2 separate regions of the Triticum aestivum genome follow, and region 1 is linked to region 2. Evidence: chromatin contacts called from public Hi-C data. All regions are on one chromosome and are shown on one strand. The core of a region is the stretch at or near the end of the contact, and the rest is flanking DNA. Distances in the headings are between cores, read along the strand shown. Region 1 has its middle 4.0 kb from the start of LOC123071093. Region 2 holds the start of LOC123071092 (probable sugar phosphate/phosphate translocator At2g25520).

The links. A called contact is a pair of places that touch in the nucleus more often than the background predicts.
Region 1: a Hi-C map of an unstated tissue shows a contact between it and region 2, with 5 times the contacts expected there. The contact joins the enhancer-like site here to the promoter of LOC123071092 in region 2. A contact is called at or near these places in 3 of 5 Hi-C or Micro-C datasets (leaf and an unstated tissue).

The regions. Positions count from the first base shown.
Region 1 is chr3B:588,445,749-588,448,870 of IWGSC CS RefSeq v2.1, reverse strand. No RefSeq gene overlaps it. Among protein-coding and RNA genes, the nearest start is that of LOC123071093, 4.0 kb to the left of the region's middle. Within about 2 kb of position 1,285, at least 1 of the 8 cell types and tissues checked has an H3K27ac peak or open chromatin away from gene starts, as enhancers often do.
Region 2 is chr3B:588,079,051-588,082,287 of IWGSC CS RefSeq v2.1, reverse strand. It overlaps LOC123071092 (probable sugar phosphate/phosphate translocator At2g25520), which reads left to right and starts at 1,317. Exons shown (of 1, transcript XM_044494572.1): 1 at 1,317-3,019. The coding sequence starts at 1,574. The coding sequence ends at 2,641.

The DNA of each region.
Region 1 (3,122 bases), core at 36-2,535, 370 kb before region 2:
CTGCCAGTCGAGGCAGAACTTGACGAATCACTAGCTGCACCACGTCAACATGGCCACATGGGCGATGAGGGTCTCGGTGAGAGATTGGTGGACCAGCAACATACACATTCGGGTTGGATCTTCCAAGGCGCTGACCTCTCTGATGATGCTCATCTCATGGAAGATATGGACCGAACGCAATGCTAGAGTCTTCCGTAACACGGCCGTCACTTCGATGGTTCTCATTTCCAAGATTAAAAAGGAGGCGTCTCTTTGGTCTCTGGCCGGTGCAAAATAGTTGGGTATTGTAATGCGGCGAGAGCAGTTCTTTCTTTTTTCGCCGCTTTGCAGCTTTGTTCTAAAACTTCTTCCTCTGGAATGGCAAATCTTTTGCCTTATTTCAAAAAAAAAAAAACTAGCTGCACGACGACTGCACGTCTCACAGGTGCTCCCGAGCCGAAGGATGACTCGAAAAAAATATAACTAAGTTTTAACATAGCTCGTCGTCCAGTCTGATGTTAGTTACATGACGTTAGCTCGCCCATAAGAAATGGTCATTTTCTTTACCGTTCTGCTGTCCCTTTCTGGACCCAAAGTGCGCGTTGCCTTTCTAGGAAGGGAAGTACGTATGCAGTAAGGGGTCGCTCACTTTGCCCTTATCTCAATGTCTGCCTGAAAGGCCCGGCAACTGTTGAAATGATGAATCAAAACTTTTCTCCGGCCAACCACTAGAGACAGCCCCCTCCCCTTGTTACACCAAAACTCGTTGTACAATGCGTAATGATGGCCAGGAAAAGTCCTGTGGCTTCAGATGGCCGTCCCTTATCCACCATAGGGAGGACCCTGCCCACCGGAAGGTATAATTTTGCTTAATCTGGTTTACAAAAAGCTCAAAATCTTCAGCTGGAGTAACAAATAACAAGGCCCTGTATTGGTAATCTGCTCCCATCAACTTCCCTCCGTTGCAAGCTACATGCATTTTAAGAAAGAAGACAACGCTGTCCCAACTACAGAAAACCAAACAAAATCTACTTAACTTGACACTGCCAAACCAAACCAAACCGTGCACATTATCCACGGACCAGAGGTACGCGTATCAATCAATCAAGGTGAGAGAAAAGGTGCAGTTTTCTCGGAGACACCACACCAGAGTCCAGCACCCGAGCTCGCTGTCACGTCGGCCAGATCGAAGGGCGGCGTAGGAACTCATCACGATCTACGGGCCAGGAGGAACCGCTCTAAAGAGGCGCGCGGCTCACGTGGGAGATTCGAATATGCCAGCGAGGGAGCTGTACCCGATCAGATCGCCTTTGCCAACTTCACCGATCGGTCTCCGGTCTCTACCAAGGCGCCAACAAACCCTCTGCACTAAGTAGGCCCCCGACTCCGTCACTCTCCCTGGAGTGCTTGACTTGTGCATCTCGCCGGCCGAGCCACACCAAAGCGGCCTCCTTTTTCCGCACAGGGACATGGCACCTCCCCCAACATTTTTGTGCCTTTTCCTCTCCATCGTCCACTGACAAGTTCGGTTGGGTTTGGCGAAAGAGATCGGTCATCGGTGGACTGGTGAAGTCGAGGTGCACGCTTTGGATGGGAGAAGTGTTCCTGTCCGGGTTCGGTGCCACGGCACAACTTTAGGTCTATCCAGAAGGTCATTGTGGACGCTACTCTGAACAGAGATAATCCCAAGAATTTGTCTTGAAGGCTTCTGCTCCAGCGTGCACTGCACGGCTACACTGCTGCTGCCTCACCTTCCCAAGAAGCACGATCCACAGGCCACAGCATATCAGGTCACTTGTGCGAAACGCGCCCCCCCCCCCCCCCCCCCCCCCGCCCCCACGAAAAAACCCAATTTTTTTCTCTCTTTCAAGTATGGGTTTATGCGAACGATGCAAGACATCTCAAAAAATAAGGAAATTATAATAATGTTCTCTGATGGCCAGCCAAACTAATCTCCAACACGAGCCGAAGGCATGCCACCGTTGCTGCTTCATTCTTGAAGCCGGCCTGATCATGTATCCTGCGGTGCGGAAGTCGTCGTGCTTCCAGCTGCACCAACGTGCTAGAGAAAGCCCGTTTAAAAAAATGTGCTAGAGAAGGACCCTCCATCGTAGAAGCCATATCTAGCTAGATAGAAAACCCTAAAGCTGAACCATCTACTGAATAAAACTTGTGAGAGCTTCGCAGCAATGGCGAAGAGGGCAGCGTTGCATCAGAGAAGGAGCACGGACCACCAGAGAGCTATTGTCGTGTTAGGAAGACACTAAAGGAGAGAAAAGTAGGCCATCGCCTCATCGCCGCCGCAAAAACTGGCAAGGGAGGGGGGGGGGGCATCACCCCGTTCCCCAAGGGTTGACCTTCTAGCGTAGCGACTAGTTGCCTGCAACAACAACACCGCAAAGAATAGGAAGAAGATGACTTTTACCGTCACCAACTCAAAGGCACATGAAGCACCAGTCCAGATCCAAAGGACTTGAGGCGGCATAGACACCGCCTCCAAGATTCAACACCGCAAGCCGAGAGGACCATTGCTTGTGGGAAAGATTTGGAGAAAAATTATTCGCTGCCGGCATCGCCACCACTGAAGTCGAAATCATGAACAGCAGAAGACCTAATTAAGACACCAAGCTGCTAGACACGTGCAAAAGTAAAGTCCCGACGTTTCCCTCCCTCCAGCCACCGCTAGAGCAGCCAGTGAGGGTGAGGAAACCCCGCTAACATGTAGTTAGGCCGTCGGTTCCCTGCGGCGGCGGCGGCTAGGTCAAGAGTCGGAAGAAAAATGATTGTGTGAGGATGACACTTTTTTTTCTTTATCACCTACTTTTTTTAACATAGTACAATCACAGATCGCCACATACACACACATACACTTACCCATATAAATGTATGCACGCACACCTTAGCACCATGAACACCTTCAAAATATTGAGCTAACATCACATCTTGAGATTGACAAAATCATTACAGACACGCCTCGTAATCGACACGAACATCTCCTCCCACGAGAAATAATCATCCGACTGCGCTGAGTTCGCAAAAAGAAAACTACATGCCTAATGAAAAAAAAACTCCATGTGAGAATCAGATGACTGCTGAACGGCACATGGCAGACAGGACTTCGATCATGTGATCAGCATCCCAAC
Region 2 (3,237 bases), core at 68-2,567:
GATTAAACCTTGGTTCTTAACTGAGAAAAACATTTTCTACTGCCGTGTTACATCACCCTTTCTCCTCGAGGAAATCCAACAATTCCTACATGAGTAGCATGTTCCTGTTTAAGACATGTTCATGTTTATAAGTATTTCTACTATTATGATGTGTTGTTCTATATAAATTATGATTAAATGTTTTTGCTTATGACTATGCATTGCTCAAGTTGATGTGTTACAAACATGGGCATTTTTACCCGCAGGTACCAGTTTACCCTGTCAGGTGGCGGGTATGGGAAAAAATTATACCCATTGGAAAGTATGGGTACGGGTGATGGGTAAGCTCATGGGAGACGAGTAAGGGTATGGGTGGCTCCACCCATACCAAAACCCGGTGGGTGCCATCCCTAAGCATATCACGAAAACTGGTTACATTCTTTCTCAGACAAATTATCTAAAAAAACAGATCACAATGATGGAACAACGAAGAAGATAGGGAGCAAAAGGTGACGATGGCACCTCGTGTCCATCGGACCTCCTCTATGAGCATCGCCATCAGAAGCATCACCATGCCGTCGGAAGACACTGCCCCTCGCATGTGCCGCCATCGCACAACGAGCCCCCACATCATAAGCACACGAGCATGTCCTCCCTACACCACAACTCATGGCCTCGGGGTCGGTGAAGGATGGAGGCGGCCTCATCCTCAAGCCCACTCCACTGCTGTCACGCCCGCTCTCCTCTGTGCCCATGCGTTGCACCGAAGCTCCACAGGAGCACCTCGCAACCGCTCCCCGCTTGCCCCGCCCTGATCTGGCCGAAATCTCGCTGCCGCCTCTCTTTGTATGTGTGATGGGAAAAGAAATGAGGCAGAGGAGATGAGTGAGTTGACTGTGACGAAAAATGGAGATGAGCTCGTTCGCCCCTCGCGTGAACGGTTTTTTCATAAGAGGTGGCAACAGTAGATGCCCCGAGATCCGTGCAACCAGATCCGACGGCGGTAAGCGCGTCCGCCGGGAAACACGAAAAACCCGAGGTCGGCTAGTTAACATTTCCCAACTAGAATCTGTAGAATCCGTAAAAAGGCTCCGTAACTCAAGCGTTAGTCGAGAAAATTAGGCACTGGTCGTGATCGTAAGTGAAGGAATTTCCCGTGGAAATGTACGGATATACCGTGGCATTTCCACACGATAAGAGGGAACCCATCCCGTTGCTCGTACTAGGCCGCACATAACGGAGCAACACGAAACGAAGCGAGCCATGCGGCCGAAAAAGAAGTCAAAGCCACATCCGCACCCGCCCTATAAAACACGCCACACCGAGCCCCGGAGCACCCCATTCTCCACGTGGCCATCCGCGGTAAGCCGGACCCCGAGCGTGTGACACAACACACAGGTGACAGGAGCCGGCCCACTCCCTCCTCTCCGTGCCAAGAAACCCACACCCACACCCGTCCTCCTCTCCAAAATCCCCCAACCACCAGCCTCCTCCTCCTCCTCCCAGATCCGCCTCACCGCCCCGCCCCCAGATCCCCCACGCAGGCGAGCGAACGCGCGCGCAGGCCCAGATCCGCCGCCCCGCCGGAGCAGCCATGGCCAAGGAGGCCGGCGGCGAGGGGGCCATGTCGGAGTCGGTGCTCCGCAAGGTGCTCGTCTCCTACTGCTACGTCGCGGTGTGGATCTTCCTCTCCTTCACCGTCATCGTCTACAACAAGTACATCCTCGACCCCAAGATGTACAACTGGCCCTTCCCCATCTCGCTCACCATGGTGCACATGGCCTTCTGCTCCTCGCTCGCCGTCGCGCTCGTCCGCGTCTTCCGGGTCGTCGACCTCCCCTCCTCGCCCGCCATGACCACACAGCTCTACACCAGCTCCGTCCTCCCCATCGGCGCGCTCTACTCGCTCTCCCTCTGGTTCTCCAACTCCGCCTACATCTACCTCTCCGTCTCCTTCATCCAGATGCTCAAGGCGCTCATGCCCGTCGCCGTCTACTCCATAGGGGTGCTCTTCAAGAAGGAGACCTTCCGCTCCTCTGCCATGCTCAACATGCTCTCCATCTCCTTCGGCGTCGCCATCGCCGCCTACGGCGAGGCCCGCTTCGACCTCCGCGGCGTCGCGCTCCAGCTCGCCGCCGTCGCCTTCGAGGCCACCAGGCTCGTCCTCATCCAGATCCTCCTCACCTCCAAGGGGATCTCGCTCAACCCCATCACCTCGCTCTACTACGTCGCGCCCTGCTGCCTCGGCTTCCTCTTCCTGCCCTGGGTCTTCGTCGAGCTGCCCAGGCTGCGCGCCGTGGGCATGTTCGAGCCTGACTTCTTCGTCTTCGGCACCAACTCCCTCTGCGCATTCGCGCTCAACCTGGCCGTCTTCCTGCTCGTGGGCAAGACGTCGGCGCTCACCATGAACGTCGCCGGCGTTGTCAAGGACTGGCTGCTCATCGCCTTCTCCTGGTCCGTGATCCGGGACACGGTGACCCCGATCAACCTCTTCGGCTACGGGATCGCCTTCCTGGGCGTGGGCTACTACAACCACGTGAAGCTGCAGGCGCTCAAGGCCAAGGAGGCGCAGAAGAAGGTGGCGCAGGCGGACGAGGAAGCCGGCTCGCTGCTGCAGGAGCGCGACTCTCACGGCGAGCGCAAGACCGAGACCCAGTCATAGAGCTGCTCATCTGATCCGATCCGATCCAACAACACCAACAGCACGCCCAATTTGGTTGGTTCTCTCAGTCCGGCGTAGCAGGTTCCCCAAAATGTGATCCTTACATGTTTGATGATGCGAAATCTGTTCATTTCTTGCCTTAATTTGTGGTAGGAAGGCAAATAAATACAGGAAACATGACATTTTTGTGCCGGGCGTGTGAAAATACGATAGTTCTTAGCAGACAGTGCTACTACCAGTATCAAAAAAATTGTATTCGGTTGTCTATTGTATCATCATCATCTTTGTATTAGTACCAAGCATTGCATCGAGTAAATTGGTGCCGTAGAGATGTGGCGATCGAGCAACAGCTAGTAATAAAAGATTCAGTTCAATTTTCGAAACTGTCTGCGGAGCCGATCTTGATGTTTATTTACTCCTCCTCGCGCCTAATTTATGATGGGATGTTGGACGCGGGATCTGGTGCCATCACTGCTTGGGTAAATTTAAGCAAGTCTGCGGCTGCTTTCGCACGGAACTGGACCCCAGTTCGGTGCTTTCGCGCCTTGTTTCCATTGGTGGGAGCTTGGATCCAGACGAATCGTTTAATTAAACTA